Regions from separate parts of the Zea mays genome. Here region 2 is linked to region 1. The links are chromatin contacts, called in public Hi-C maps. All regions are on one chromosome and are shown on one strand. Each heading gives the region's core, a stretch centred on a gene start, on an enhancer-like site or on the middle of the called end of the contact. The rest is flanking DNA. Distances are from core to core; before and after follow the strand shown.

Evidence for each region. Hi-C and Micro-C count contacts between places; a contact is called where the count stands out from the background.
Region 2: a contact with region 1 is called in a Hi-C map of root tip, with 3 times the contacts expected there. The contact joins the promoter of LOC100284375 here to the enhancer-like site in region 1. A contact is called at or near these places in 5 of 25 Hi-C or Micro-C datasets (ear, endosperm, leaf and 2 more).

What each region holds. Positions count from the first base shown.
Region 1 is chr3:129,756,266-129,759,012 of Zm-B73-REFERENCE-NAM-5.0, reverse strand. It overlaps LOC103650547 (protein MODIFIER OF SNC1 1), which reads right to left. Exons shown (of 9, transcript XM_008676125.4): 8 at 1,486-2,747; 9 at 1,093-1,398. The coding sequence ends at 1,555. Among protein-coding and RNA genes, the nearest start is that of LOC103650547, 14 kb to the right of the region's middle. Within about 2 kb of position 1,297, at least 2 of the 20 cell types and tissues checked have an H3K27ac peak or open chromatin away from gene starts, as enhancers often do. A contact at or near this core is called in root tip, where this site is marked.
Region 2 is chr3:130,136,651-130,139,485 of Zm-B73-REFERENCE-NAM-5.0, reverse strand. LOC100284375 (30S ribosomal protein S6-like) reads right to left here and starts at 1,453. Exons shown (of 5, transcript NM_001157270.2): 1 at 1,110-1,453; 2 at 456-510; 3 at 294-350; 4 at 103-180. The coding sequence starts at 1,364.

The sequences.
Region 1 (2,747 bases), core at 48-2,547:
AATGAAAATAGCAATCAAGAGAAAATAATGATTATTGAACTTTATCGTATAAATTTACTAAATTTAAAAATGCAAGTAATAACTAGAAAATCCGAGTTAGCACACTTTAAAAGTATTTAACAATCCACGAACCACCAATTGGAACGGTTGGAGGCTAAGGTTATTTATGTTCTAAGTATATATTTAGCAACTTGTTAAACCTGAGCTTAGAGATCAATTTTTTTAGGAAACTAATGAAGATGCTCTTACCTATTGATAACTTTGCAGGGTGTCAATACATAGAAGTGTCGATAGCTCCTTCCAATAGAAGGTCAAAGCGCTTAAAGGTGTGTTTAGTTGCAATGACAGGACGGAACGATCCCTCAAATAAAGTTGTTTGATTCAGGATTAAGGTTGGGACAGGATTATCCCAATGTTGTCCCCAGATATCTCCAAAATTAGAGGGAGAAGAGAGGACGTCTCTGTCCTAGCTGTCTCGCACCATAGGCACCTTAAGTGTATGTTTGGTTGAAGAGCAGAATAGAATAGAGCGGCTCTATTCTTAACTTCTGGATGTTTAGTTTCTAACAGAAAAGGAGCAAAGCAACTTTTAATGTCTACATATAGCAAATATTTCAGATGCCCTGTTCCACCAAAACAATCGGATACGAGTGCTCTCACGAACACGTACGCTCTCTTCCCCTTCACACTCGTATGGCTCTTCAACCAAATAAAAAACCAAATAAAAAAAAGAGTAGCTCCACTTTATTCTACTCTTCAACCAAACAAAACTAGAGTGATTTTATTCTGCTTGCCAAACGTTATCGCTTTGTTCTTAAAAACTGAAACAAAGCAGTCGCGCCACTCCTGATGCCCCCATAGCCAAACACACCCTCACAGGACGTGCGTTGGAATGGGAGCAGCAGAACCCCCATTACTTTCGGAGACCACGACACCCAAAGACCCATCACTTACATGTTGTAGACCACTGCTACGTTAGAAGATGAAATGGTAGCACTGACATGGCTTACGCAAATTGTCAGCTACATGTCTAGCTACTACTTTTTTCTTTGGTCGCGAGGATCCAAAGCGATTGCCATGAACAACAGAGCCAACAATCAAACAAAGACATGCCATGAAAGTTGGGCAAAAACCAACACTCTCAGTTCCCATCAGCAACACAGGCTAACAACATTTAAACCCAGTTCTCAAACACAACTCTGTTAGCACACGTTCCAACGTTGCATCCCAAACAAGGGTGGATGTTCCTCTGGAAAAAATCTAGTCACACGTGACACGTGAGGGGCCAGGGTGTGCCCTTTGGGGCAAAGACTAATACCGTTACATGATCCTAATGCTCACCACCGTAGACTCGTCGTTGACGACGGACACCAACCGCCCACCCAAGTGCATCCAAATCTGCAAACCCCAAAACATGTTAGCGATGGAGGGGGCTGAGATTTGGGAATGCTCCCTGTACAGACCACGAAGGCACATTTTACCTACATGTTGTGAAACGCCACCACGAAGGCGAGTTTTTTCCTGCAGCTCAGCGGATGTGGCAGCCGCGGAAGATTATTCATGTTGGTGAGAATTAGTGGTAGACGTAGAGGCAGTGTTTCGCCGGACAAAGCGGCCTGCTGGGCGTAGCCCCCTGCTGTGGCCACGCTCCCCGAACGCTTGTCCAGATGCAGGAGGCCCCTCGGTTCGATCTTCCATGCCCTGACTCAGCTGGAAGTCGCCTCCAGCTTTGTTTTGGGATCCGACCGGCTGGTATTCAAGATGGCTGCCACCCTTCCACCTCTCCGCGTTTGTGCCATGGTTTGGCCTCCCAGTGTCATAACCGCCCCTTCCCCTGTGTGCCCCACCTCCCCTGTGATACCTTGCATTGGGCTGGCCTTGGCGACGCGGTGCAGGATTAGCCTGCTCCTGTCCAGTCTCGATCTTCTGGTTACCATCTTCCTGTGTCAGGTTCTCCTGTTTGCTGTGTGAGGCCTCATCGGTGCCATCACTCCTTTTCATCGGTTTACTGCTGGTGTCTTGATGGGTAATTGTATCAGATCCTTTGGGCATGTTCAGCTCAAGCCTACCACCATGGGAATCCACTTTCCCTTCAACAGCAATCTTGCCGTCTGAGCTGTTCTGAGGATGGGAATTGGTTTTCGGCTTCCAGGCTCTAGAATGTGAAACTATGCCGCTGTTTTTCACATCTGATCTTGGCACATTCTTGTGATTGGATGAGTTCGAATCAATCACCGGTGATGCTGATTGATAGACAGAGTCGTTCTTGCCCTCTCTAACTTTGCTCTCATTTGAGTAGCTACTTGCTTCATTTCTTTGAGCCTTAAAATGCTGTCGCCTTTGCCTGTTAGCCGCACTATGTTCTTTTGCACCACCGGCAGATAGTGGAACAGTTTGAGCTGGAGCTGAGCTATTCTCAGCAGCAGCATCTACATTGGATTTTAACTGTGTATCTTCCTTGCCAAGTTCAACAGGCTGATTCATATCGGTGCAGTTCTGAACCTCCTTTGATTCATAAGAGTTGTCTGCTTGGTCAACAGAATTTGGTGCCACCATAGCAGGTTGATCTGGATCCCGCTTGCGCCAAGAAGGATTAGATTTGCCCCCATGTCCTTTGCTAGTTTTCTTGGGTTCGGCTGCAGGATGTGATTTAGCAGCACCGGGCTTATCAATTGCTTCCTTATCATGGCTTGGATTATGTTGTTGCAGCTCTTTGGACATAGGCTTGGGAACATATCTTTCCATTT
Region 2 (2,835 bases), core at 204-2,703, 380 kb before region 1:
GTTAGTATATTAGAGAGAGAGAGAGAGAGAGAGAGAGAGAACTACAGCGTGCTAAAAAAAGTCACCACCACACAAGTGATGTCTGAGTGTTGATAGACATACCTTGTACTTTTGATACAACATTTTCAACTTCTTCAACACGGTCCTCATGAATTAGATAAACTACTTCATAGTGCCGCACTGTAAAAGGATGAAGTTCAAACTGAACTTAGAAAGCCAGCACAAATGAACAGCAAGCGATGCCAAAATAGAAAACAATAGCTGGACATAAGAGGAAAGAAAAGAGCTCTTACTTCTTTTCAGATTTAAATCACTTTCTAGCTCAATATTAAGAAAATCATACAGCTTTTCTGCAAAAAAGGATTAGAATGATAATAATATTCACATGAACCATAAAAAGGATCTTTACGGTACCAAAATGGACATCTAAAAAACTTTATAGCAGAAAAGCGAACCTTCGTCTGCATCAGCAAATTCTGGTGACACTTGACCATCCTCTCTCACCATTTTCTACAAAACAACAAGAATAAAAAGCATGTAGTTATTAAGCCTATTGCAATAGCTTTCAAGCTTCCCTATATAAAGCTTAAAAGAATCTCCTGTTTCTACCACAACTGACCAAATCCATAATTTTCATTTGCCTTGGGAAGATTTCACCATTTTATTTTCTATTTCCTGTTCCCTCTAGTGGGAAACTACTAAGTGCTCGTTCCATAAATTTCAGTTCTATAGGAAAATGTCCCTGTTGTCATGAATAGAAGATGGTATTGATTGGCAATGGTTACTATACAAGAAAACTAAAGCACTGTAGAGGTTTACACACAGACGCAACTATACAAGCATATAACACTAGAATATTCCTAAAAAAATCTCATATCCACCATTCGCAATAAGAAGGCCTGCTTACACATATTGCATTCAGGTAATGGCTGCTGCCGAGTCATTTACTAAAAGTCTAAAACCATTGCACTCAGGGAAGCATCTACAAGCAGAAACACGGAAGCAACTATGTCCTTATTCTCATCTCCCAGGCTTGAACACTAGATAGAAGCACCTAGAGGCAGCCTATCAGGGAATGGATGAACAAAGTTACAAAAAAAGGACCGAACCTTTCTAAGCAGGACGGCCTCGGGGAACAGCCCGGCAGCCTCGCCCGGCTTGGGGGTGAAGCTGTGCGTGTCCACCCGTTCCTCCGTCTCGCTATCCCGCCCCCTCCCCCTCTTCTTCTTCGCCCACACTGCCACGGCCCCCTGCCGCCTCACATCTCCTCCAATAGCTACGCGCAAGCAGTTCATACGCATACGATACGGCGCCGGCGATGTCCCGAATAGGAACAGAGCCCTCGGCACTGCGGTGGCCTCCATGGGTATTGGCCGGAGACGCCGGAGAGCGAGGTTCTTGCCGGGGTCTTTTTTCCGGTGTGGCCGTGTGGGGACGCCGAACGAAATGAAATGCGGGCGAGGAGAAGGATAAGGTGATATTTGGGCCTTCATCTAAATGAGATGAAATTTGGGCCTTCAAGTGTGCGTCCATCGTTTTTTGATCCTAGCTGAAGGCCCGACCTGTACTCCTCTCGTCATCCTCTTCGTTTTGACCTTCTCTGTCGAGCTTTTTCTAGTATAATAAATTTCATGTTGTGGCGGACGGGCGTAATGTTCGTATTAGAGTACGAAGATTATATTAAAATGAATAATATATATATTATTATCGATCTTAATGCCTTATAATGTTATGTTAACAACCAATACATAATATTAATATAAAACAAATTATATTTTATAATGCGAATATCACAACAATAAAGTTTAAAAAGTGATAACTAAAGCTAAGCAAACTCGGCTCGCGCATAAACAGAAGAACGCAGTTTGATGTGTTTTATTAGGCTTTAAATAAGTCGTCAGTAGAGCTAGACAAAATACTTATGATTTGTAAGCTCGCTCGACTCTATTTCAATTTTATCATAAGCTAAGCTAACATATCATCTTGATTTGTTAGCGAGCCAGCTTAAACCGAGCTCGAGCTAGCTCAATAGCTCGAATGAGCAACCATCTGTTAGCAAAATAACACATGCACTTATATTGGATAAACTAATAAGTAGTGCTGGATATCAAGCTAGCTCGACTCGTTAAGGAATCAAGCCAGAGAATCAGCTCGACTCGACTCAACTCGTTTAGTTCGTGAGTCACAACAACAAAAACAATATATGTATATATACAACAATATAATCAATTGTTAATTAATTTTAGACCAATTTAACACTAAAAGAGTATTAGTACTAACAATTTTATATATAACATCAATTCAACACCAAATTAACACAGATCATCACTTATTAGTTTATCCAACACAAGTGGAGACTTTGTTTTGCTGACAAATACTAGCTCGTTCGAGATGACGAGCTGGCTCGAGCTAACTCCTTAACAAACCGAGCTAAGATGCTAGCTCAGCTCATGATAAAATTGAAACAAAGTCGAGTCAGATCTGAGTCGAGCTAACCATGAGCCGAGCGAGCTGACGAGCGTTTGGTGTTGGGTTGATGTGGTATATGAAATTATGAGTATTAATACTCTTTTCTAGCGTTAAATTGGTCTAGAATTAACTAATATTTTATTATTGTATATATGTGTATCTTTTTTTTGGCTCGCAAGCTAAACGAGCCTGCTCAAGCTCACAAATGAGCCAAGCTGATTCTCTGGATCGATTTTCTAGCGGGCCATGTCGAGAAATCTTGTTACCTTAATGGGCCAACTCAAGCTCGACCAAGCTGAGCCGAGTTGACTCTATATCTAGCCCTAACTATCAATAGCAAGCAATGTAAAACTAATCACAGTAGCA